Regions from separate parts of the Mus musculus genome. Here region 2 is linked to region 1. The links are chromatin contacts, called in public Hi-C maps. All regions are on one chromosome and are shown on one strand. Each heading gives the region's core, a stretch centred on a gene start, on an enhancer-like site or on the middle of the called end of the contact. The rest is flanking DNA. Distances are from core to core; before and after follow the strand shown.

Region 1 (6,956 bases), core at 2,902-5,401:
ATTCTGTCTTTCTTATCAATGGTGCTTCCATATCTCCAACTTTGTTTTCGTTAATTGTTCATTTTTTAAAAGACTCATTTATCTTTTGTGCATAAGTGCTTTCCCCACTTTTATGCCCGCACACTATGTGTGTGCCTGGTGCCCCTGGTGCCAGGGATGGCATCAGGCCCCATGGAGCTAGAGTTACAGGTGATTGTGAGGTGCCATGCAGGGAACCAAACTTAAGTTCTCTCCAGCTCCTCATTATCTTGGGGATCATATTTTGTTCTGTGCCCCGCCCCCTTCACCTCCCTCCAACCTTCTGACTACAGCCAAGGCCACTTAAGTCTAACTCATGGCTCTCCTGTCTTCCAGTTTCTTCGATTGTCACTGTTGATCAGGTTTTCTTCACTGCTCATCAAGCCTTCATGGCATTGAGGTATCCCAGGGAATTGGGGAACACGAAGTTCTGTCTTCTCTTGTGTGTTGTTACCAGGTCAAGTCTGAAAAACTGATCTCCGATCCTGTCGTTGCTCAAACCTTCAACATCTCCCAGTTCTGCATTAGCTATAGAAGCTCATAGCTCAGACACATCATCAGTTTGGCCCTGAATTTGTCTCCCAGCCTTCTCAGGTACATTAGCTACCTAGTACTTCATGACAAATCTCCTCAGAAACTCTGTGGCTTGAAACTAGACATTTGCTATATTTTTCTGGGTGGGGAATTTATACAGGGTTCCACTGGGTTCTCCGTGCTCTCTTTTAAGACTATGCTCAAGGTGTCAGGTCGGAACAGAGTCAACACAAGGTGTGACAATGGGTTCTACCTCCAAGCTTGCCCAGAGGTTGTTGACAGGATGTAGGCGCTGTGGCCATATTACATTTCTTGCCCACTATTCCATGGTTAACCACCATCACGTATGTCTGTGCACCATTTGTGTCTGGTGCCTTGATGTAAAGGCCTCCCGCTCTGTTTCCCTCTAAGCTTTACCTAGGCAATTCTGCCTAAATGCCCTCTCCACCTCCCTAGCTGGCTCTGATAAGCATGACTCAAATGCCACCCATTATTCCTGCAGAGCAGGGGTTTTTCTTTTTTTCACCAGAGTTAGAGATAATTGCCCACTTTGGAATCCTGGGAAGCTCCCCGAGCCTTTGGCTGTTGTCATTCTCCGCTCTGTAGGAAACTAGTTTGTGGAAGTGTACTCGCAGTTCTCAGCAGACCCAGCTCCTGGAGGGTAGAATCACACCCCGTAGACTTTGGAGTCTCTTTTGGCCTTAGGTTGCCTGGAACACAGTGAGCAGTCAAACGTTTGTTGAAGTGCAAAAAAACGGATGCTGTTGGAAGGGCAGCGGCAGAGAAAGGAAACCCCGTGCTTCCCAGACAGCCCTACGCAGCCTCAGCTGAGTTAAACCAGAACAGCTGCCTTCCTGTGACTTTAGGGAGTATTGAGGGACTGGGCTTCAGGGACTGTGGGCTGCTGGGGGCCAGAAGCCGCAGATATCTGAGGTCTGTACAGGAACTTAGGAAGACTGGCAGCAGCGAATCTTATTTTTACTCTCCCATTTAAAGAAATATTGCTCTTGGGCTTAGTGAAGCCAGTGCTGGCATTTCAAGCTCGGAAAACTCGTTATAAAGAGGGTATTTTTATGAACCTTTTGAAGATTAATTTTTTTAAAAACCAGAATATCTAGAAGGAAACTCACTAACCTGTTATTCAAATTTAGGTGTGATGGAACACACTGAGGCTCATTCTACCACGTTATTCTGCTACTGTTTATTGGGTACTCAATACATGTACACGCTTGTGAGAACATTGAAGATTTTATAAAGTATAAGGCATGACTGCTGTCTTTCGAAAGCTCTCACCCAGAACTGAATTTTGAGCGAGTGGATTGGGAAGTACAGAGTTTCCGTTCAGAGCAGTGGCTCATCCTCTTCAGGTTCACCCTCCACACACACCCAAAGCTCCCCTCCCGACATCTGCGTGTGGGGACATAGTGACAGTTATGTGACTCACTGGGAAGAGTTCTTTAGAGGAGGTAGACGTTATAGAAAAGGTAGGACTTTCGAGTTTTAGAAGGGAATATTATGACTCTGCCAATGTCCAGCAGTGCCTCACTGTCTCATTCTGAACAAGATATATGTATGTATATTATACGTGTATGTTATGTGTATTATATGTATGTGTATTTATATGTATATAAAATGTCGACTATGTATCTTCAACATTATAGGTGAGGAAGAGCAGAGTACATCCATATACCTGAAACCACATTAAAGTTAAATCAGGAAATACCAGGTTTGCAATCAAAAGAGTAAGTCAGAGTGAATGTTTACTCTAATAAACTGCATTCCTGTAATAAATTCCTATGTGACTAAATGAGATAGATTCCCGCTCTCTGGAAACAACAGCAAACTCTCTCCAGATGGGGAAGCTGAAGTGTCCCAAAGTCTCTTCTCTTCTTGCTGTATGGGCTTTGGTAAAGCTAACTGCAGGGCCTTACGTCTACCTCGGTTATGCTTCATCCTGTAACTTGGGGAGATCATCTCAGGCCCCTGACAGTCTCTGTGTTTTCTATTTTCAGCTTCATTTGTTGTGTTCTACATTGATAAACACCTTCCTGGGTTTTGACTGATTTAGTGTTTAAAATGTTGACTAAGAGAGGGCAAAGGCCAGCAGGCTAAGGCAGGCAGTCTGGGAACAGGCATATTGTACAGTTCTCAGTAGGGCGAGGTGCAAACACCTCTGGTAAGTACAGAGATGTGGGTACCATAACTTCTACTGAGTGGGCAGGACAAGCTAATGTGGCCACTTTCCAGTGTTGTATGAGGCCCTGAGCTGCAACAGAGTCTCACATCTATGAGGCTTTCTAAAAATGTGTTTGTAAGGCCAGCCTCTGTCTGCCTGCCTCCTTACCTTCTCTCCCTTCCTTTTTTTTTCTTTTTGGTTTTGGGTTTTCAAGACAGGTATTCTTTTTGTAGCCCTGGATAGACTGAAACTAGCTCTGTAGAGCAGGTTGGCATCAAACTTAGAGATCCGCCTGCCTCTGCCTCCTGAGTGCTAGGATCAAAGGCGTCATGCTCCACTACCATCCAGCTCTTGAGGCCTTTCTTATTTGGCCTTCACATCAGCCTTATGAGAGCATGTGCAGAGCGTGTGCAGAGTGTGTGCAGAGCATGTGCAGAGTGTGTGCAGAGTGTGTGCAGTGTGTGCAGAGTGTGTGCAGAGCGTATGCAGAGCGTGTGCAGAGCATGTGCAGAGCGTGTGCAGAGTGTAGGCAGAGTATGTATGGAGCACATACAAAGTGTATGCTATTCTGATGATCATGATCATAAACTGCTAATGGATCCAAGGGATAAACTGCAGCTCTCAGAAGACGAAGCAGGAGTTCTGGGTGCCAACCCTCTTCTGACTTAACTGTTCACTCGCTTGGTAACAACAACAACAACAACAACAACAACAACAACAACAACAACACCAATACCCATTTCATTGACCACTAACACTGCTATTTTTCCTTTCTGTCATTCCTTATACTTGTGAACCTGGTTAGTTTTATCTTCCCTCCTAGACTCTGCTCTGTGAGAACAGGGACCATGCTAGGCCATCCCTGTCTGCTTATGACCTTGCATACATGCTCAGTGAACAAGTTCATACGTGGCATCTTTCTTGTTTTATCAGGGCTGGGCTTTTACATTGCTCCCTTCCACTAAACACTGGATAACTGCAGCAATACAGTTGCGTATGCCATCTTTTCTTGATACAGAACTTGAGACGCGCTAGGCGCACCCTGTTTTTCCTTATACACTCCTCGACCACAGGTATGGGTTGAGATCATCCTATCAGCCTTGAGAATAGAGAGATTCTTTATCTTGCTCAAAACCACACAGGCATTTTCAGGGGCAGCTGCTAATAGATTCTATGGTTTTTTTTTTTTTTTTTTTTTTTTTTTTTTTTTAAGTTCAGCCCATTGCTGAGGATGCTAAATCCCACTAAAGCTATCAGGCACCAGAGCCTTATGGCTGCTTTTCAAGGGTCTACAATGCTCCCAAATTGATTCATGGAAATGGCTGCAGGATTGTGGGAAAGCAGCTGGTACTTCCCAGCAGAATTAGCTGCAGCCAGTTTAGTCACTGGCTGAAAGGCGGCAGGAAATCTCCTACAAAAGGCAACCACACTCCCTGTAATAGAACAGCCAGCAAACGTGTTGCCAAGGAGCCGCAGGTGCCGGGCTGGTTTAGGGAGATCAGGGCAGACAAGAATGTGAGAGGTTTTATTGTTAGATTCTACTCTCTGATGTGGCCGCTCTGTTACGGATGGGTCAGATACTTTGACAAGAATGCAATTGATTTGTCAATGAAGTTAAAGGAGTCTTTAGTTGTCACCAAACCTCAAGCCACACTCAGACAGCTGTGGTGCCATTCTTTGGCAGGCTTGAGGTCAGCAACCAGCTACTGGCCTTCATTCTGACAGGCCAGGAAATGCCCCATGCCACAGGGCTGGGGGACAGCCTGGCCAAGGGGTGTCAGACTCAGGTCTATTTATTTAATACTATACTATCACATTAAGTAGTTTCAAAAGAATTACAGGGTCGAGAAAAGGGCACAAACATGATGGATGTAATTTCTTTGAACCTGATCCTTTATTTCTTCAGAAAGCTTGTATGCACTCATTTCTTACAAATAAGTGCTTTTCCCAGTGTGTCAATCAACTAACCAGCAACAGAAAATTAATTTAGGTGCACTACTGTCCTCAGACCCGAGTCAGAGTGTTGCAACAGCATCCTTTATGGCTAAAGGTTTGGGTTTGAAACTCATGCTTCCTGAGCGGGTGTTTAGGTAACGGCACCCCATCTTTTCTAGCCTGTCACCTTTCTTTACCGACTATGAAGATGACTAGCAAGTATCTCTCCTTTTAGCCTGGCCTGCTCTTCCCTCGACAGGTATTTGCTGTGCATCTTTGAAAGGAGAAGGAATGACCTGGAAGTCATGCTGTGCTCCCAGCACAGTGCTGGGTGGTGCAGATGTTCCGCTGTTCTTGTAACTGATGATGTCATCTTTGGTTATACTCCTCAGATGATGCTGACGAGGTGTCCCCAACCCCAGGTGACATTTTCTCCATAGTGAACCCACATTCTGTATAGAAATGGTGGAGATCTCTAGCTATGCTACTCCTCAGTGCACGGCTGGTTTCTTAGGCTTTATGTCTGTGCGGGCTCCTTTCCTGCCTTACTTAATAATCATCACTGCTGTCACTCATTTGGGTAAAGTGTGCCTAGTTCTGCCCAGGAAGATTCTTCAAGCAGGAGTTTGTGTGCTTTGATGGTCTCCCATCATCTCTCTCTTGTTTTCTTGTCTTTTGTGGAGGAGAGTTTAGGTGTATTTTATACTTCTGTGTTCCAACCTTGAGTCTTCGAAGTAGACAATGATATTTAGAAGACAGTATCTGGGAAGTGTGTGTGCTTATTGCCACGGGGTGTCTTGTTTCCAAGATTCATCTGTGGACGCCACTAAGAAATATATATGAGTATATTCACACATGCTTACTCTGTATTTATTTTAATAGCTGGCTATTTATATTGTAATCTGGCATCTCCAATTGCAGCCCAACATCATTAAGTTCGTTCTCATTTTCCAAATGTGTAGCTCCATTTTTCTGATGGTATGAAACCTGGCTCTTGGGATCTTTCACATGTTTAAGTATGTAGTTGGAGCCCTGTAGGAAACCACTCTCCTCTCTCCATTGCTATTGCTATCCCCTCCTCTTCAGATGTGCTCCCCCTTCTCTGCAGATGTACTCTTCTCTTCTGCAGATGTGCTCCCCTCCTCTGCAAATGTGCTCCCCCTTCTCTGCAGATATACTCTTTTCTTCTGCAGATGTGCTCTCCTTCCTCTGCAGATGTACTCCCCCTCCTCTTTAGATGTGCTCCCTTCCTCTGCAGATGTGTTCCCCTCCTCTGCAGATGTGCTCCCCTCCTCTGCAGATGTGCTCCCTTCCTCTGCAGATGTTCTCCCTTCCTCTGCAGATGTGCTCCTCTCCTCTGCAGATGTGCTCCCTTCACTCTATTCCATGCCAGGCACTCCAGAGCCCAATCGACTTTCAGGAAGCAGGCTGACAAGACAGCTCAGCTGCAAACAGGTCCTGCCTGTTGTGAGGCTGGAAGGCTGACTCAGTGGTCAGAACGCTGAGTCCAGGCAGTGGGGAGCTAGAGAAAATTTATTCACAGTCCTTGAAACTTGGGGAAGAAAATCTAATGTTTGCTTGGTGTGTTGATTACTTTTCTCATCTCTGTAACAACGTATCTGATAAGAGCAAGGTATGGAGGGAGGACTTTGAAGGGACAGTCCATCACAGTCAGAAGTCATGGGCAGGAGTGTGAGGCTGCCGGTCACATCACATCCACAGTGAGGAAACAGAGAGTGGTGTCGGGGGTGCTTAGCATGACCTCTCTTTCATTCAGTCAGGGATCCCAGTCCATGAGACAATGCCATCTACATTTGGGGTGGTATTCCTGCCTCAGGAAAACTTTTCTGGAAATGCCCTCATGGACAGAAGGTTGGAAATCTGTTTCCATGATGATTATAAGTCCAACTAAGCTGATAATGAAGATTTACTAGGACACATGGTAAATTTCAGAACTACGATGGACCAGTAGACCCCTCCTTTTTATTTTTTATCTTTACCTCCCATTTGCCTGATTTGGGTATTAATACACTTTTGAGTATTAGGGGTTTGGGGCAACTAACTTGTCTCTCTAACTTCATAAGTCCTTAAGTAGGGAGTAAGTATGCACCAGGAGTTATAGTTACCACACCCAGGATACGCATGTGGACCTGAGGTGAAAGATTTAGACAATAATTTTTTTTTTTTTTTTTTTTTTTTTGGTTTTTCGAGACAGGGTTTCTCTGTATAGCCCAGGTTGTCCTGGAACTCACTTCGTAGACCAGGCTGGCCTCGAACTCAGAAATCCGCCTGC
Region 2 (6,956 bases), core at 3,033-5,532, 88 kb after region 1:
AGCACCCAGAGCATCATCACCAAGGTGGCTGAGGAGGGAGCATGGGGACCTAGAGGAAGCCTAATGGGATCCAGCTCTGGGCACAAGGCTGTGTGAGACATAGCGGGAAGGACAGTGTCTTAGTCGCTGTTCCAGTCCTGTGAAGAGACACCATAACCAAAGCAACTCTTATAAACAAAAGCATTTAATCGGAGGCTTGTTTACCATTGTAGAGGGTTAGTCTATGATCTTCATGGTGGGAAGAAAACAGGCATGGCCCTAGAGCTTTCCATTCACATTACTAGCTGAGAGCTTTCCATTCTGATCCATGAAGAGAGGAGAGGAGAGGAGAGGAGAGGAGAGGAGAGGAGAGGAGAGGAGAGGAGAGGAGAGGAGAGGAGAGGAGAGGAGACTAGGCTTGGTGAGGGCTTTTGAAACCACAAAGCCTACTTCCAGTGACACACCTCCTCCAGTAAGGCCACACCTCCTAATCTTTCCCAAATGATTCCACTAACTGGAGACCAAGCATTCAAACATAAGAGCCTACCGGGCCATTGTCATTCAAACCACCACAGAGCCTCTGGTAGGACTTGAGATGGATGGACAGAGGAAATCCGTATGACCTTTTATAAGAAGAACTCTTAGCAAATGGAGCCACAGTTGCAATGGTTGTACCATGGCACCAACATGAAGAATAGCATTGTCATATTGCCTGATGCTTCTGGAAGTTGAAGGCGGTGACCTACTGAGAAACTGTGATACCTTTAGAGTGACCAAGATGTGCTTTTGTTTGCTGTCTTTCTGCACAGCTGGTGCTCTCCAGATGGTTCTGATCAGTAGGAACCGCCACTGGAGAAGCCAAGCTTGTGATCCCTGCCCTCAGTCCTTCTGTCCTCCTCCACCTCATCTTGCCTTTCGGAGTCAGAGAAAGAAATTATTTTCTGTCCAACAGCCATTCAAAACATATGGAACATTTATGGCGTGAATTTCAGAACATCACATTCTTCACCTCATTCAATCCTCCAGCTCCTCTGGTCCAGCTCCTCCAAGCTCCACTTGAATGAAAGGAAACAGATTCAGTGAAGCAAGTGCTCAGAGGCACATGGCAGAGTCCAAGCCTAGTTTCCCAACTCCAGGTATAGTGCCTGACCTGCTGGCACCAGAATCATCTGAAATGCTTGCTACAAACCCAGGCTCCTAAGAGGCCACCCCATTAGATATAAGAATGGAGTAGAAGTAGTTACTTTGGGGAAATAGTTGACATATACTTACTTTTCAGGAATTTGCTTTATTAGGAGAAAAGTTCTTGAAACTGTGATTGGGCCTCAAGGTAGGGGAGCACTAGGAAGGAACAGTCCAGGGCTGGAGAGATGTCTCAGCAGGCACAAGCACTGGATGCCCTTCCAGAGGACCCAGATTCAATTCTCTGCAACCACATGGTGGTTTACAACTGTCTGTAACACCAGTCTCAGGGGATATGGAGCCCTCTTCTGGCCTCTGCAGGTACTGCATACACATGGTGCACAGACATGTAGGCAAAACACCCAAACACAAAGAAAGAAAAAAGGAAAGAAGGGAAGAAGGGAGAAAGAGAGAGAGAGAGAGAAAGAGAAAGAGAAAGAGAAAGAGAAAGAGAAAGAGAGAGAAAGAGAGAGAGAGAGGAAGGAAGGAAGGAAGGAAGGAAGGAAGGAAGGAAGGAAGGAAGGAAAAGAACAGGACAAATATACCGACAACAACATAACAAGGCCTCAAAGGATACAGTGGAACTAAGAGCTTCCCTAAGAGCTTAAAGAAGAGAGGGGCTGGAGGGATGGTTCACTGACTAAGAACACTTCCTGTTCTTACTGAGGACCCAGGTTTGGTTCTCAGCACGCACATGAAAGCTCATAACCCCAGTTCCAGGTAATCCAGTGGCCTCTTCTTGCCTCCCTGGGTACCACGAGCCCATATGGTACACATACATATCTGTGGGCAAAACACTCATAAATAGAAAACAAAAATAAGTCATTTTTTAAAAGAAAAATATGTGAGGTACTATTATGATAGAATGAGAATGAGGGAACCTAGAAGGGAAAGTCCTTAAAGAAATCCCTAAACTAAGGAAACAACTGGTTTTTATATCCTTATATTCCCAAGACCTGGGACTTTTCATGCGATTTGATTTAATTCAGCATAATGCACATGACAAAGAGTGTGGAGGAGCCAGGTACTGGTTAAGACCATTAATTAGGGAGCTGTTACATCACAAGTCATCTTAACTCTCCATCCCAGGGATTGGGGGTGGGGTGGGGTGGGACCTGGCCTCATAGAGAGACTGATATCTTCAAGGGGCAGGCTATGATAGATCACCTTCTGACGCAGATAGAATGTCTGGGGATGAGACTTGGACTCTACATTGTAACACACACCTTACATAATTTTTTTCTCTTTTTTATTTTTTATTAGATATTTTCTTTATTTACATTTCAAATTGTTATCCCCTTTCCTATTTTCTCCTCCAAAAATCCCCTATCCCCCCCACCCCCCGCTCACCAACCTACCCACTCTCTCTTCCTGGCCCAGGCAGTCCCCTATACTGGGGCATAGAACCTTCACAGGCCCAAGGGCCTCTCCTCTCATTGACCAACTCGGCCATCCTCTGCTACATATGCAGCTAGAGCCATGAGTCCCACCATGTGTTTTCTTTGGTCAGTGGTTTAGTCCCAGGGAGCTCTGGGGGTACTGGTTAGTTCACATTGTTCTTCCTCCTATGGGGCTGCAAACCCCGTCAGCTCCTTGGGTACTTTCTCTAGCTCCTTCATTGGGGACCTTACATGACTTCTAGATCCTTCATGGGAATGCCATGCTTTCACTTGGCTTAGAGCCCCCTCTTTAGTTTTTGAACGGGAGGGTACTTTTTATGACTCTTGACTTTAACAAAATTAGACTGTCTTCCTTTTTAGCTATTTGATTTTGTGTGTGTGTGTGTGTGTGTGTGTGTGCATGCACACGTGAGTGCATGTGTGTGTCCGTCTGTCTGTCTGTGTCTGTGTGTGCACTTGCTAGTGTGTGTTTGTATGAGTTCATGTGCACAGCAAGCATGCAGTACCCCATGAGGACATAGGAAGATATTGAATTCCCTAGAACTAGAGTGTGTACAAGTGAGTCGGATTGATTCTAACTCCAGAGATCCAGGTCATGTCACATCACAAAAGACACAAACAGCCTCTAGAAAGTAGAGGGTCCTTTTTTAGACATATAAAACCACCCACAAAATCATTTTTGTTTTTGAGGCAGGCTCATGTGGAGCTCAGCTAGCCTCCAATTAACTCCTTGTGAGCCCGCAAGAAACTTGAACCCCTGAACCTCTGCTTTCCTTTCCCAAGTGCTGGGACTCCTGGCATGCACCACTATACCCTGCAAAAGTCACACTTTCTTAAAGAACACATTTGGTGTGGATCAGTGGCCCAGAGCATGATGGGACCTTCTAAACCTCTTGAAGCATCCCTCCTGAAACGTCCCTGTGTTTCTGCTCTGTTTGCAGAAGGCTCGGCCTCGGTCTCCTACTCTTGGCAAGATGGGTGACTGGAGCTTCCTGGGGGAGTTCCTGGAGGAGGTCCACAAGCACTCCACAGTCATCGGCAAGGTCTGGCTCACTGTCCTGTTCATTTTCCGCATGCTGGTCCTGGGCACCGCTGCTGAGTCCTCCTGGGGAGATGAGCAGGCCGACTTCCGGTGCGATACCATTCAGCCTGGTTGCCAAAATGTCTGCTATGACCAAGCCTTCCCCATCTCCCACATTCGTTATTGGGTACTGCAGATCATCTTTGTGTCCACGCCTTCTCTAGTGTACATGGGCCATGCCATGCACACTGTGCGCATGCAGGAAAAGCAGAAATTGCGGGATGCTGAGAAAGCTAAAGAGGCCCACCGCACTGGTGCCTATGAGTACCCAGTAGCCGAAAAGGCCGAGCTGTCCTGCTGGAAAGAAGTAGATGGGAAGATTGTCCTCCAGGGCACCCTACTCAACACCTATGTCTGCACCATTCTGATCCGCACCACCATGGAGGTGGCCTTCATCGTAGGCCAGTACCTCCTCTATGGGATCTTCCTGGATACCCTGCATGTCTGCCGCAGGAGTCCCTGTCCCCACCCAGTCAACTGTTATGTTTCGAGGCCCACGGAGAAGAATGTCTTCATTGTCTTTATGATGGCTGTGGCTGGACTGTCTCTGTTTCTCAGCCTGGCTGAACTCTACCACCTGGGCTGGAAGAAGATCCGACAGCGCTTTGGCAAGTCACGGCAGGGTGTGGACAAGCACCAGCTGCCTGGCCCTCCCACCAGCCTCGTCCAGAGCCTCACTCCTCCCCCTGACTTCAATCAGTGCCTAAAGAACAGCTCCGGAGAGAAATTCTTCAGCGACTTCAGTAATAACATGGGCTCCCGGAAGAATCCAGACGCTCTGGCCACTGGGGAAGTGCCAAACCAGGAGCAGATTCCAGGGGAAGGCTTCATCCACATGCACTATAGCCAGAAGCCAGAGTACGCCAGTGGAGCCTCTGCGGGCCACCGCCTTCCTCAGGGCTACCATAGTGACAAACGGCGCCTTAGTAAGGCCAGCAGCAAAGCAAGGTCAGATGACCTGTCAGTGTGATCCTCCTTTTAGGGAGGGCCAGGCCCAGGAGGGATCTAAGGAGTGTGAGGCAGGAAAGAAACAGTCTCTCTCGTGATGGTATACTCTCCTCAGCACTACTTTGCTCTGTCTGTCCTGGGTCTGGGTGGCATTCATTGGCATTCATTGCTCGTTATCCTCAAAATTACAGTTCTGAGTCTTCTCAATGACTGGGCTACTCCTCAAGTCTCATTCCCTCCTACTCATCTACCAGTATTCACAGTGAAGCCATAGTGGAGGCAGGATCAGGAACCGTGGCAAAATCTGGTCTGGGGAGGACAGGTTCAACACCAGCAACATACCAGATAGACCCCCCACCCACCCCAAGTCTTCTCTTTGGTACTATGCCCATCCTCTTGTTTTGTTTTGTTTTGTTTTTTCTTAAGAGCCCAAGGTTGAGAGTATTCATCAAGTAATCTGCCCTGTATCATTCCTTTGAATCAGTTGTTTCCATGTGCCATACCTCGGAGTGCTGGTGAGGTAACTGTGGGCTGCCCTTGGCTGCATCTCCTTCCTCCCAGTCTTAAAGGGGTATCCTTGGTCCTTGGCCAGCATCAGATTTACAAGTGCCTTGGTATGTACCTTTGGCAAATGTTTCATGTTGATGATGTCTCAGCCTTACTGCCAGGCTAGACACCCAGCTCGTAAGGGTGCCAAGACCTCCAGAAGTCACTGTGCACACAAGCATCGCTGGAATTGCCACCAGCTGTCATCCTGCGGTCCTTTATAGTTTAACCTAATGACAGAAACCATCCTGGCCGGCTCACCCACCGTTCCTCTAAAATCTTTGTTAACAGGAATGTCCAAAGTCACCATCCTCTCTTGGATCCTGGCCAGATTACCAGCCACCAAGTTCAGTGGAATTTCCCCAGGATTTACTGAAACAAAGAGAGCATTGTGCTTCTCGGGTTCTTCTGGGTCTGGGGATGGGGGTGGAGGGGGAAATTCTGCTGTGAAGATGAAAAGGTGGGGGGAGGACACTGAAAAACTATTTTCCCTTCTGTGTATGCCTTCCACTGTCTGCCAGCTTTTAATGCCGAGAGGTGTGGTGATAGCAATTGAGGCCCAAGATCTCTCTTAGAGGCATCAAGGAGACATGGAAGCAGAAAGGGTCCAGTTGGTTTGGACCCTTATTTAGTGCAGATATTCCTATGTTTTCTTGGTACCCCTAGGTACAACAGGGGAGGACTGTAGAAAATCCCTGCCTTCCTCAGGGTCTATCCTGGGGTATCTACTGAGTGGATCCATCTTATGCAGATGGAAGAAGCTCAGCACCAGATACCGAGATTTACAAACACAATACTGTGTGTGTGTGTGTGTGTGTGTGTGTGTGTGTGTGTTTGTGTGTGCATGCCCATCCATCTCTGTGTGCCTCTGTGTGTGTGTGCTCGTGTGTGCATGCAGATAGAATGGTGAAGAAGAGCCCTGAAGAACGATAAGGAAACATGTAGAGAAACTTGGGTCTTTCTGCTTCCTTCTCAGTTGTCTGGCAGGAGGGCTGAGCTTGCTTCTTAATCAGCCTAAAGATCAGGCATGAGAAGTTCAGGAGGGTGAAGGGTCAGAGGTCAGTCCCTGTCCCAGTGACCCATCTCTGGGTCCCTCTGCTGGCATTTGGTTGCTACTAATGGATAGAAAGAAATTGACTGAGGATACCTGGGAAAGGAAGACGGGCTGTTCCAGTCCCAGTGCATTTCATCCATTCCCGACACTGGCACTAAGACTCTCTGTTCTGGCTATGGAGTGTGTGTTTGTTTTCTGAAATGGGATTTTTTTGAATTAGAAAATCTGAGACCAGTCGTTGATGGTGAGGTTTTTTTTGTTTTCTGTTTTTTTTTTTTTTTTTTTTTCAGAAGAGAAAGAGGAAATACTATGTTTGACTGGTTTTAAATAAAATCTATCTCTACATGCCAACTCTGGTTTGTGTCTCCTTCAGGCTGTGGCTTAAGAGGGTGGCAGACTTGATGGGGGAAGGGAGAGCATGGAGTCAGACACACAAGGGTTAAAATCCCTGCTGCTGGCCTCCTCCTGGCCAGCAGTGAGCTACTTCACATCTGAAGTTTTGTTACTCACCTGTCAATCCATCTAGGGATGCCTGCTCCGTTAGGCTGTGAGGTGAGAGGCTGCATAGGAAGAGAAGAACAGATTCTCTCAGGCAGGCATAAGAGTTTACAGTTGAGGAACAATTATTATTATTTTCAATATAAAGTGATGGGGAACCCAAAGCATTAAGGGATAATTCTAGGCCTTCCTCTTTTGGAGTTCACAGCATGATCTACCTGAAGTGAACAAATGAACTCATAAAGGACACAATTAAGGTGCACCCAGG

The links. Hi-C and Micro-C count contacts between places; a contact is called where the count stands out from the background.
Region 2: a contact with region 1 is called in a Hi-C map of myocytes, with 2.4 times the contacts expected there. The contact joins two enhancer-like sites. A contact is called at or near these places in 8 of 484 Hi-C or Micro-C datasets (the G1E-ER4 cell line, the HL-1 cell line, cumulus cells and 4 more) and 4 of 115 datasets of contacts at active chromatin or transcription factors (cardiomyocytes, embryonic stem cells, heart atrium and 1 more).

The regions. Positions count from the first base shown.
Region 1 is chr3:96,959,405-96,966,360 of GRCm38.p6, forward strand. No RefSeq gene overlaps it. Among named protein-coding and RNA genes, the nearest start is that of Gja8, 37 kb to the left of the region's middle. Within about 2 kb of position 4,152, at least 12 of the 459 cell types and tissues checked have an H3K27ac peak or open chromatin away from gene starts, as enhancers often do. A contact at or near this core is called in myocytes, where this site is marked.
Region 2 is chr3:97,047,094-97,054,049 of GRCm38.p6, forward strand. It overlaps Gja5 (gap junction protein, alpha 5), which reads left to right. Exons shown (of 2, transcript NM_008121.3): 2 at 3,503-6,541. The coding sequence starts at 3,536. The coding sequence ends at 4,612. 4930573H18Rik (RIKEN cDNA 4930573H18 gene) reads right to left here. Exons shown (of 4, transcript NR_152120.1): 3 at 6,701-6,750. Among named protein-coding and RNA genes, the nearest start is that of Gja5, 18 kb to the left of the region's middle. Within about 2 kb of position 4,283, at least 48 of the 459 cell types and tissues checked have an H3K27ac peak or open chromatin away from gene starts, as enhancers often do. A contact at or near this core is called in myocytes, where this site is marked.